2 separate regions of the Canis lupus genome follow, and region 2 is linked to region 1. The links are chromatin contacts, called in public Hi-C maps. All regions are on one chromosome and are shown on one strand. Each heading gives the region's core, a stretch centred on a gene start, on an enhancer-like site or on the middle of the called end of the contact. The rest is flanking DNA. Distances are from core to core; before and after follow the strand shown. Region 1 holds the start of TRPC1 (short transient receptor potential channel 1). Region 2 holds the start of U2SURP (U2 snRNP-associated SURP motif-containing protein).

What was found. A called contact is a pair of places that touch in the nucleus more often than the background predicts.
Region 2: a contact with region 1 is called in a Hi-C map of blood, with 1.9 times the contacts expected there. The contact joins the promoter of U2SURP here to the promoter of TRPC1 in region 1. A contact is called at or near these places in 2 of 9 Hi-C or Micro-C datasets (amygdala and blood).

The regions. Positions count from the first base shown.
Region 1 is chr23:38,880,989-38,887,184 of UU_Cfam_GSD_1.0, forward strand. It overlaps TRPC1 (short transient receptor potential channel 1), which reads left to right and starts at 3,960. Exons shown (of 13, transcript XM_038571110.1): 1 at 3,960-4,229. The coding sequence starts at 4,055. It overlaps LOC102156734 (a long non-coding RNA gene), which reads right to left and starts at 3,500. Exons shown (of 3, transcript XR_005377106.1): 1 at 3,378-3,500. PLS1 (plastin-1) reads left to right here. Exons shown (of 16, transcript XM_038571108.1): 16 at 1-972.
Region 2 is chr23:39,127,719-39,133,914 of UU_Cfam_GSD_1.0, forward strand. U2SURP (U2 snRNP-associated SURP motif-containing protein) reads left to right here and starts at 3,264. Exons shown (of 28, transcript XM_038571119.1): 1 at 3,264-3,408. The coding sequence starts at 3,364. It overlaps LOC102151264 (a long non-coding RNA gene), which reads right to left and starts at 3,881. Exons shown (of 3, transcript XR_005377111.1): 1 at 3,025-3,881; 2 at 2,715-2,854.

The DNA.
Region 1 (6,196 bases), core at 2,710-5,209:
ATATATGTTGGTAGGCTGTTATTAGAGAAATATGTTTGTGTACATATATATTTTTTGAATCTGAACTACCCAGGTTTTCTGAAATGGAAAGTATAACTAATTCAGTCAGCCAACCATTAAGTGTTTATTGTAGTCCCACTATGTGTGTAACAACTTTTCAGTTCATAGATATTGGTATATGAAGAATTTCTTTTAGAACTATTCATTTTGAATGTGCATATGGTTATTTTTCAACTGGCTTCTTCCACATATTTATAGCAAAACATTGACTAGAGCATCTCAAGACACATTGACACTATACTGTTAGTTTCATATGACACATGTGAATTTTGATCTATACTGAAGACTAATTTAGAATATACCCACAGAATATCTTCAGCAGAAAGTAATACAAAGCTAATATTCAACATAGAATATTTTCACATGTTTTTTCCACAGCCTCCTACAAATTGGCAGTGTTTGGTTAATGACTGTGTTACTTGGGAATACCTAATCTTCAGACCTACTTTTGTGTGAATTTTTATCAGTAGACAGATTCTGCTGCTAAAAATTGAATTCAGAAATATGTTTCCTCCATTTTTCCACCGTTAGTGTGAGTGGACAATACTGCTACACAACAAAAAGGCTGTCACTTTATCTCAGTGTGAATGAGTAGTCTAAACTTCTACCTATTGATTAAAACAGGTTGGTAAGAATGAGACTACTCATGTGTTTGGAATTTTTTAAGTGAAATCATCAGTAGGTGGAACTTTGAAATATATTCTTCTACAAAAGTGTTTTCCTTTACTTTTATATTTTGATGATTGTTTTCTTATATGAAGATTAAGATGTGTTCTTGTTCTAAGATTGATCAATGTTTCCCCTTTGATTTTTTCACCATTATATTTACTAAGTTATCTGATTTACATGAAATCTGGCACTTTAGTGTTCTTTTTCTCACAAAATATATTTAATAAAAACTCTATATACAAATGTGTCAATGTTCGTTTCATTTAAAGAATACAGAACCTTGAAAATTAATCTATCATAAGTTTATTTTCCAGAAAAGAAAATAATTTTGTTTTAATTAGTAAAACAAAAAAATATTATTAGATTATTTTGAGGGAAATGAAGGTGGTTCTGTGGTTCTTTAATATGGAGAATTTTAGTAAAGACCAACTGCATTATTTCTATAATTTGGTTTGTGCTAAAATACTTTGAGGGAATCAGTTTATTAACATAAATTTGTTATGATTCAGGTATGATGCTAGAAACATGGGGATTAAGTTGAGAAAAGTATAGACAGTTCTCTAACTTCATTAATCTTCTAGAGGAGAGAGATAATAGGAATTTTAGATAGAGATAAAATGCAATAGGGGAAATCGTAAAAGAAATAGGCAAATGTGGCCTAGAGTAGTGAGGGAGAGGCACAGAGTTTGAAGATGTATATAGGATCTGGTTTTGGGGGGTTCTTTTTGTTTTTTTTGTTTTGTTTGAAGTAGGCTCTGTGCCCAACGTGGGACAAGAGTTATATGCTCTGTTGACTGAGCCAGCCAGGCACCCCTGTTCTACTTTTTTGGGGGAATCTGTTCGACTTTTAATACCAGATCTGAATCTGGATTTTTTCTCTTCTCCAACTGAAGTTAATGGTCTTCTCTTTTGTACCTGCAGATTGGTGAGTTGCTTTGAGTAAAAGTGCTGCTTCTGAATCCTACAAGCCATTATTCATCATAATTCTATCATTAGTCTTACTATCACAGATGCACAATAAACCCATTATACAGGGGATGCTAAAATACCCCAATTTATGCTGGATAAAGTGTGTACCAGAGAGGCAAGAGAGAAGAAAATGCTGCTTCTGAGATGATTAAAAAAAAAAAACTTCTAAAGAACAGGATACAGTTGCAACACTGACTTACTTTGGAAAAGGGAAAACCCTCTAATACTTTGCCTCCTAGAATTATCTAGTAAAGTAGGTTGGAATTCCCCTGAATCTAAGAAATTATCCCTTGTGGGAGTCCTTATGGATGAGAAATAATAAACCAAGAAGCTTGAAAAGACTTCAGATTAAAGTGGTTTTTATATTTTGAGCCATCTGAATGTTTACCTTCCAACACTCTGGAACTTTTGGATGGGTCAGGGTTAGAGCTGTCCTACTGAGTGAAAATTTTACTGGACTATGAAGAGTGTTTAAGTGAGCACACATATAAACCCACATACATACATCTTTGTTCAATGGTCACAAAGTGACAACAATTTTGACATTCCACCAAATATGCAAACTTGGAAACAGGATAGAATGGAGTAGAGTAATGATACATGATAAGAAAAACCTAAAATGATTCAATCGATAGTCAGCTATTTTGAAGTAAACACATGATAATGTTTCGAAAGGTGGGCAATCTTGTCATCTACTTAAGGCCTCTTAAGATCTAGAGAGGACTGGGGATCTCTGGGTGACTCTGCGGCTTAGTGCCTGCCTTCCCTCCAGGGCTGGGCCCAGGGCCTGATCCTGGGGTCCCAGTATCGAGTCCCACATCAGGCTCCCTGCATGCAGCCTGCTTCTCCCTCTTCCTGTGTCTCTGCCTCTCTCTCTCTCTCTGTGTCTCTCATGAATAAATAAATAAAAATCTTTAAGAAAAAAAATCCAAAGAAGACTTTGAATGATGAGAAAGACATATTTGGGATATTTGGGAGTTCGTGCTGGCAAGAACAGAGATAGAATAAATCAACCCGAATAGGAAGTATTTACTTCCCTCAAATATAAGATATTCTGACGTAAATTTTTGTATTGCCTTTTAAAACCTAAAGCACTGAGGGCACAATTTTGATTTTTGTATCGTTCTTGTGGAAAGCAGTTAAGTATTCAAGATAGAAGTTGCAGCTTTACCTCCTAGCTTTTAAAGGTGCAGGAATCTGCTTTAAATAAAAGCTTGCTTTAAAAAAAACTATTCAAGGAAGTCATCCTGTGCCTCAGTTAGCGTTTGCCTAACACACATCTTATAAAATCAAATTTATAAATGTGAAGACACCGCCGGAATGACTGTAGTTAGATTCTTAAAATGTGCTTATCCAGCGGTTACTTACACACGTCGGTGCACCTGAATTACATGCGAATAAATGTATGACAGTCGTGCCAATTTTACATCACCAAACAAGTTGTTGAAAAAAAAAAAAAAGGGCTGGAAATCGGCACAGCTGGCCCCAAACGCACACACACCCCAGCCTAAGTGTACTGCGGGGCCAGGGTCCCCTCCTTTCTGCTTTGCCTAAAGGACACAAACGCGAAACCATTAAGACGATTCCACAGGGGATTCGACTAAACGTTAGGTCGTCAGAGTTTCAAGTCACCGAGCCGGTGCGTGTTGTTATGCAGCAGGAGGCCGCAGGGGAGTTACCTGACGGCGGCAAGCCGGCTGTGGAGACGCACGCACCGCTCACCTAGCCCTCGGCAACCGTCAGCCTCTCAGGTCGCGGCCGGCCCGCGGGGAACGGGGGGCGTGGCACACGCAGGCCCCGCCCCCGGGCGGCCCCGCCCACCGCCGAGCCCGCCCCGGTGTCGTCGCTGCAGCGGAGCGGAAGATGACGTGAGGGGAGTCGCGAACATCTCCAGGCGCAGCTGGGCCGGCGGTTCCCACAGCGCGGGAGCCCGACGTGCGCAGAATCGCTCTCGGAGCTCCTTCCCCACAGATCTCTCGTCCTCCTCCCGGGCCGGGCCGCCCCCAGCGCGGCCCCTGCGGCTCCTGGCACGGCCCCGCGCTCGGCTGCCGCCCTGGCGCGCGCCACTCTGTCGTCCCCGGAGGGGCGCGGACCGGCTCGGCCCGGGCGCCGGCGGCTGGGGAGGGGGCGCTGGCCCCGGGGCCGCGCATGCGCCGCCACCAATCTGGGGCTGTCAGTGGAGGGCGAGTGCTGGCTCCGAGGGGAGGCGACGCCCTTCGGGGCCAACGGGCCGCGCGCGGAGGCGGCCGTGGGAACGACTCATCCCTTTTCCAGCCCTGGGGCGGGGCTGGGGTCGGGGTCGGGGCTGGCGGGGGCCCCGCCCCCGTCTCCTGGCCTGCCCCCTTCATGGGCCGCGATGATGGCGGCCCTGTACCCGAGCACGGACCTCTCGGGCGCCTCCTCCTCCTCCCTCCCTTCCTCCCCATCCTCCTCTTCGTCGCCGAACGAGGTGATGGCGCTGAAGGATGTGCGGGAGGTGAAGGAGGAGAACACCCTGAATGAGAAGCTTTTCTTGCTGGCGTGCGACAAGGGTGAGAGCTAGGCCCCTTCCTCCACTGGTGGGCGCCCCTGCCCTGCGCACCCTTCGCCCTCTCCCCAGCCTCCCCGCGGGGCGCGCTGTCCTCCCGCGCCGAGCGCCTGCACCCGCCTGGCCCGCGGTCTCTCCCGGGCCCGGCACCGCCTCTGCCCCGGGAGTGTGGAGCCGGCGGGCGGGAGCAGCCGGAGGGCAGCCCTCGGGGCGCCGCACCTGGGGCGGCTCGTCCGGCCGTGGCCCCCGCCGTGGGGTCGAGCGTTTAGGTAGCGACTCGCTGATCCAGACCTTGGGGTGCTGAGCGTCCGCCTCTCCAGGACCTGGGCTCCCTCGCAGAGCTGCTTTGCTTTGCTTTTCTTTTCTTTCTGGGATCGCAGAGGGTTCGTGTACTTTGGGACCTTCTAGTTCTAAAATTCCGTGACCTTGCTCAAGGCTCCTCGTGTTCCTGGGCTCCCACCTGGTTTCTCTTTTTCATTTTCTTTAACCCCGCACTCGTATTATTAGCTCCAGTCACCCATTGCCTTGGTGTCCAATGACTGTTGAATGGGGTTAGGTGAGGTCAGTGTCCTAGGAGGAGAGAAAGATAGGACTGGAGAAATCATGCCGTAGTGACCAAACTTTTTTATTTTTATTTTTACTTTTTAATTTTGGGAAGTTAGTTCGTGCATTTCATTGGAGAAGAAGGTTTATTGCTCCCGAGCCTACTCTGGGGGAAAAAAATGGTCATGCAAAAGACAATTACAGGGCAAAACTGTGGAATGTATTTAATGTGTTTTTCTCCCCCCACCCCCGAAAAAAACCCAACAACAACTAGAAATCAATCACTTTTATGGCCATAATAAAATCTCTTCACTTAAGCATGCTTTCTGTTGATGCATATCATAAAAGGAATGGGAAATTGATTGCCCTAAGACGGCTTTTATTTCCCACATGTAAGAAAATGCTGTAATTTTCCTCTTTCTGAAGTTCTTAAGTTGCCTTACAGTGGCCATGCTCACTTAGGAATACTCTGTTCAGGATCCTGCCAACTTCCAAATATAAACCCAAAGGGCGACTTACACTGAAAAGATTAAGTACAGAGGATTTTTTTGTCTGTATGTATGTGTTTTTAATAAATCACAGCCTCTCTAACCTCTCTTACTGCTTTTGAAATAGGATTTTATCCACACAACTTTTTGAAAACACATTAACATATAAACAGTCCACCTATGTCTGTTGTTAGACACTTTTATATTCTTATGTAAAAGAATTAAGTTATAATATAAAAGCCTTTGTTAAATAAAGTCCAGCCTGGGCACAACTTTGATTAGTCTTAGAATTTAAGAACCAGAATATGTTTATACCCTCACAAAAGTCACTGTCTGTGGATTACATAAAATTACTTAATATTACTGACCTGAATTATCTGAGTTCTCTTCCCTCAAAAACTCTCTGAGAGGAGAAGGGACAAGGTTGTGTTGTACTAGAATGAGTAAGTGGCTGCTCCATCTACCCCAGCGTACTCAGCTGTGATTATTTTAAAGCAAACAGAAAGTATGTCAAGAAAGGGAATTTAATATTGCCGTCAAACTGAGGACAGAGGAATGTCATAGTGGAATGTGGTTGGAGAGAGTACTTGTATGGCACGTATATTTAGAATTGTTGCATAATCTAAGTCAAATGAAAGTTTTAATCTATGATAGTTTTGTAGTCTACCTACTAGTGTCAGTTGGAATAGCTTCCTATTCATCAGTTTCCCATTTTCTAACATCATTAAGATCCTTGGAGAGGTTTACCTTTTGGAGGTGGGGTGGAAAGTAAATATGCATTTTTTTTTTTTGCCCTTCCATAAATTAAAAAATTTTTAATGAGTGAGATTAAATAGATATTTTCTCTTGCAGGTATGTTGAAATGAATTCTCAGCTTAGATTTGAAGAAATAGCTTAAATTACATATTTATGGTATACCTTTAGATTGAAAAAATAAATT
Region 2 (6,196 bases), core at 2,014-4,513, 250 kb after region 1:
TTTTATTTTTTAAATTTAAATTCAATTTGCCAACATACAGTATAACACCCAGTTCATCCCATCAAGTGCCCTCCTTAGTGCTTTCCTATTTTTTCAAGGAACACTGGAAAACTTAAGTATAAAAACATAAAATCTACCAGTTTTAAAGTGCCAGCTGAAATTTCAAAGAACAAAAACCTCCTTGGGTGAAGCAAATAAAACACCTCTGTGGACTGCATCTGTCACGACTTGCAATCTCTGTTGAACATAGCTGCAGGGAAAGCCCTTTTAAACAGATGACAGGGACTAGAGAACCAACATTATTAGGAGACAAAGAGCCTGGTTTTAGTGTGACTGTAAAAAAGTAATACTAACTGTAGTAAATTGTAGGATTTTCTTACTATTTAGGTGTAGTCCCTTGTCAATAGTAATTTTGAATCTAAAAGTTTCAGATTCTGTAATATTCCATTCGTAAGATTCATGCTACGTCATCCTCCTTAATTTGTGGTTTGAGTAATAGGGCCAAGATTTTGTGACACATATGTGTTGAGGAAAACTTTGCTCATAATCATGATTGTGAGTTTTTAAAAGTGTATTTAGTTAGGCCTTAATAAAGACCTATGTATTCCTTCTTGTCAAGTCACATTTGTCTGGCTTCCTTTGGGACTTCACTGTATGAAAAAGAAGAGAAGGAAGAAGTCTGTGTTCCTTTATTTCTAACTCTTTAGGGGAAATCATTTGGCAAAAATTATCTCTCTGAGAAGTAGAACTTTGGGGATTTGAATGAATAGCATGCATTTATTCACTTTATAGACACAATCAGCCTGCAGCACTGCTGGAACATGGCTAGGCACAGCCAGTCCCACTCCTTCCTTCATCTCAGCTGATGATTTCACTTTCTAACCCTAGATTGTAAACAATTAAGGTCTAGTTTGATGAGCATTTTGAGTGGGAACCTATTAGGTTCCTATGGAAACAGAAGCAGAGTCTCTATCTTAGGCAGACTTGGTGGCAGGGAGGGAGGTCTGTAAGGCTTTCTGGAGGAAGTGACATCTTCAGGAAGAGCATGCAATTGATTATCTTTCAATTAGGAGACCAGGATGAGGGTGGGAGAAGAAGCCTGGAGTTGAAAAAGTGTGATAAAATCTGAAACTTGGAAATAAATTCAATTGGACTGGAGACTGCAGAGCATCATTCCAATTTAATTTCAAAGCCCAGCACTTGTCACTTTTTGATTATGTCCTGTTTGCTTACTTGTTTGTTGTCTGTTCTTCCCTCCCCATCTGCTCACGCAGAGCAGGAGCCCCATCTGCTGACTCCTCAAGTGCCAGATCCACAAGACTGCTTTTACTGAAGGCCTGCCATAGGTCAGATCCTGTGATAAGTGCTTCCCTCATGGTTTTCCCTCTCCCCTCCCCAACACCAACCAGCAGACAAAATTTTACTTCTTCAGAGTTGGCTCAAATGCTCCCTTCTCTGTGAAACCTCCCCATCTCTTTACCCAATCCTTACTCTCAGAATTACTTCTTTTAGAGTTCCCACGCTTTGATTTCTCCTTAGGGCATCAATCTAATCCTGCTGCTCCTTTCCTCCATTCTTTTAGCTTTGTCTCTGTAAACCTCTTAACACTTTGGACAGGATTTTACACACAAAACGGGGCTCAAAAATATTTTGAATAACTGAATTTGGGAGAGAAAGCGATGAATCCTTCTTCCCTTCCAGCAGTCCTGAGAGCAATCTTTTAAAACATGAAGTCTGACATGACAGCCCTACTTAACCTTGTTGAAGGCCACTTTTATCTCAGACTAGAATTCTTTTTTTTTTTTTTTTAAATATTTATTTATTTATGATAGAGAGAGAGAGAGGCAGAGACACAGGCAGAGGGAGAAGCAGGCTCCATGCAGGGAGCCCGACATGGGACTCGATCCTGGGTCTCCAGGATCCTGCCCTGGGCTGAAGGCGGCGCTAAACCGCTGAGCCACCCGGGCTGCCCTCAGACTAGAATTCTAACTCCTAAGCACCCTGCTCATTCAGGGCCCTATGTGAACGTACTCCCACCCATCTCTCTAGCCATGACCCTCTCTATACCTTCTTGTAAAACTTGAGTGCTTATGGTGACTGCACACCGGCTGTAATGATTCACGTCACCAGGCTTTAATTTCAACTATTCCCTTTACCTGGAATGCCCTTTTCATTTTCCTTACCTGGCTCAGTTGAGGCAAGATCTTCTTAAGCAAGTCCCCCTCCCCCCTCCCCCCCCCCCCCCCCGCCTTTTTTAAAGTAGTCTTCATGCCCAGTGTGGAGCCCATCTCCGGGGCCTGAACTCACAACTATAATATTAAGACCTATGCTGAGATCAAGAGTCGGAAGCGGCTTAACCCAGTCACCCAGGCACCCCAAGTGTTCCTTCTTTGAATACAGATCCTATTAAGAACTTTAAAAAGGTACTAAGTACGGAAAAGCTTACGGTGCTCCCCTCCATTTGTGTGATTAAAAATGAAAACAGGGCAGCTCGGATGGCTCAGAGCTTTAGCGCCAGCTTCAGCCCAGGGCGTGATCCTGGAGCCCCGGGATCGAGTCCTGCATCGGGCTCCCTGCGTGGAGCCTGCTTCCCCCTCTGCCTGTGTTTCTGCCTCTCATGAATAAGTAAATAACATCTTAAAAAAAACAATACTAAACCATGAAATGCGATTTTAAATGACACAGAGCTTTCAAGTGCGCTAGATTTAGAATACCGTCTATTTATGATTTTCTCTCATTCTCCGTCCCTGCAGGTACCCATTTTGCAGATCCCCGAACAGTCCATCGGAAACTCCACTGCTGGATTCTCAGGTTGGGTCAAACGCTCCTTTTTCTCCACTTTCCAGGCACCGTTCTATGCGAAAAGTAACGTAGAGCAAGTTGCGAGTTCGCCTTTCGCGCGCTATGGGGTTAAGCTCCGGGGCTGTCGCAAAACCCGTCTTGGGCCGCTGAGCGCGGGACACCCCCCCCGCCCCGCCCCCGGACCCAGCGCGTATCTTCTCTAAGGATCCTTTCCCTCCTCACCCAGGAAATTCAACTGGCTCGCGCCTATCGGGGGCTGGCGCCGGGAAACAAGTGAAACCTCAGCCGGTCCTGAAGGTCAGCACGAGGAGACGCTCCAAAATCCCAGAACCGCACGAAAGGCGGAGCCCCGGGAACACCCAGGAAATCGCGCAAAGCGGTCTGGGCCGGGGAAATTGCTGACACCGGAAGTCACGTGGCACAGCTCCGCCCGCATTCCCTATCTCGGCAGTCGACTCCTCAGTCTTGCAGGCGCCTCTGGCGGGCTCCGCCGAGATCCGCTCTCTCGGCGCTCGACTCGCCCGTGCTGCTGCGGCCGCCGAAGGAGGGGCAAAGCTCAAGATGGCGGACAAAACGCCAGGCGGATCTCAGAAGGCCAGTTCGAAGGTAATTTCTTAGAGGACTTCGTAAGTCAGTGAGTTTATAGCTGTCATCTGGAGCCTACGGGCGCTTCTGGCCAGCCGGAGGAGCCTGGAATGGGGGTCCGCGCTCTGGTCACGGCTGTAGGCCCCGCCGCCGACGCACTGTGGTGCGCAGGTTGAGAGGCCTGGTATCTCCCCTCAGTCCCAGGCTGGATTCGGCTCGAGACCCGCGGGCCCGGGCTGGGTGGCGTGAGTAGCTCGGCCTGCGTTTGGCATTGGAGCGAAACCAGGGATTTAGATTGAGGTTCGAAGCCGCGAAAACGCGCCCGTGCGTTCCTGTTTGTTGAGCCCTGAGGCCGCCGGACAGCACCTGGGGAGAGGCGGGAATCGCCTCCCGGTGCCTGAGCGTTTGCCTCCCTTCCCTCAGTTCTACGGTTTTTTGGATCTCGCCACGCTTCCGGTCGCCCTCGGGTTCCCCCCTTGCCCTCCGGGGAGTAAATAACGACGGCTCGGGCTGCAAGTCGTGAGGGGAGGGCCGAGGGTGGAGGGGCGCGCGAGGTGCGGGAAGTGCAGAGGCGGGAGCGGCTCTCGCCTGCAAGAGCCGCGTCGCCAAGGTTAAAGCTGCGCCCCACACGTGGTCTTATCTCACTTAAGAGGAAGTATCAAACGAGCCCTTCTTTTGAGGGTTGGTTTTCAAGGACTCGGGGTCCCCTGCATCACCAGGTCGTGTGTTCCACCCAAGCCCTTAGAAGCCGCTTAAGACCGACTGTTAAATTCATTTTTGAGTCCACAGGGAACGATGTGCAAGTGTTGAGAAACCATTGAGCTGTAGAAGTAGTTTAGCGGTAGGTTAGGTGGGTGGCCAGCATCAGGTCTTCCTCGTTGCCATCTTGGGTCGGTCCTTAAGTTTTTTTTTTTTTTTTTTTTTTTCTTCTTTGAGTTTCTCATCTCCAAGACGATATTACAAGTAATAGATCCTGCCCGGGGTAGTTCTTAAGCTTTTTCGGTACTAGTGCAGGAAGTTGCATAACCGCTCCAGGTTCCAGGGGCTGTTAACATCTTGCAGAGCATGTATGATCCTAAATCGGTTATTAGGAAGTTAGGTTTACGGTGGACCTGGCGAGCCCTACCTCTAGTTTGCTGTGAGAAACAACCCATTTTATAAGAGCTTTGTCAGTTTCTAATCACATCCTTTATGCCATTTTGTGAATGGTGGTTCATAATTAGTTTGTAATCAGTAATGTCTTTACCACACTCATCCTTTAATTTTGTAGAAACTATGGTAGAGGGTCAATTTCGGCTGTTTTATCTCCCTGCTTTTTACTCCTTGTCAGTTTCTTCCCTTTGCAGCACTGTATCCGCCGGCGTGGAGGGGGATAGTTGGGTACATCACTCAGGCCACTTTCTCAAAGATTTACAAAAACAGCCCTGCTTGCTGCTATTAGGGAACCGTTGCTAAAGCTACTACACGCATAATAGTTCGAGCATAAGCCGCGCAATTTTAGTTTCTTCTCAAGGTAATATTTTAAGTATCTCCTACTCGATGCCTTGGATACATTGAAAACATTTTAATGTACATGTTCATCCTTCTAAAGTAGTACCTCTGGTGGTCCTGAATGTGTGGCTGTTCCTATAAGTAAATTGTTGGGTCTTCCAGTAATAAATCTTTTCGGTTTGTGTATTGCTTTAGATTATCATCAGTTCATGCTATTAAGAACTGTATTATTTACAGTTCATGTTGTAAAAGGAATCAGTATCTCAGGACTCAGATGATACCAATGTGATATTCTCCATTAATGTGGAGGGCTGCATGACGCAGTTAAAGATTATGGATTTTGATAACAAGCAAAAGACATTTGGATTTAAATCTTGAATTGATAAGTATATTTGCGATATTAAGGCAGGTTGCTTAAACTCTTGAGCTTCACTTTTCTCGTTTGTAATATGGATGTAATCTCTGTTTTACAGAGTTGATGTAAGGATTAAGCGAATTAATGTCTACAAAGTACATAATAAATCTTAGTTCCTTTTTCCTCTCTCCTTTTTGTCCTTAGAGGAAATAAAAAGTGCTTACTTTTCAAAATGTTGGTTAAATTCTAATCTAAGGTTTAGTTAGAATCAAGACTTTGATTCTATCATTCTAACTATCATATAATGACTGCCCAGATTGCTGCTTTCTGTTTCTCATATAAAAGTCTAGAATTTATTGGAGTATTAGATCATTTTGGCAAATATTTGGAATTTCTAGCCTTTGATCTCTGGTTTGATTTTCCTTCTTCTTGGAGAGCAGATAAGTGACATTCTACAATACAGATGGAATGAACAGATTCTTCAGTTTCATGCTCTTTTTTTTTTTTTAATTTTTATTTATTTATGATAGTCACAGAGAGAGAGAGAGAGAGAGAGAGAGAGAGAGAGGCAGAGACACAGGCAGAGGGAGAAGCAGGCTCCATGCACCGGGAGCCCGACGTGGGATTCGATCCCGGGTCTCCAGGATCGCGCCCTGGGCCAAAGGCAGGCGCTAAACCGCTGCGCCACCCAGGGATCCCCCATGCTCTTTTTTGTTAGTTGAATTCCCATTGACATAGGTTGGGATGTTTGTTAATCATAGTTCTACACATTGAGGAAAATATTACTTTAAAAACGTACCAGGGAATGTAATGTACAGCATGGTGACTATAGTTCATAATACCGTATTGCATATTTGAAAGTTGCAAAGAGATTTTGAAAGTTCTCATCACAAGAAAAAAAACTTCTGCGTGGTGACATGTTAATTAGGCTTATTGTGATTATTTTGTAATATGTACAGATAC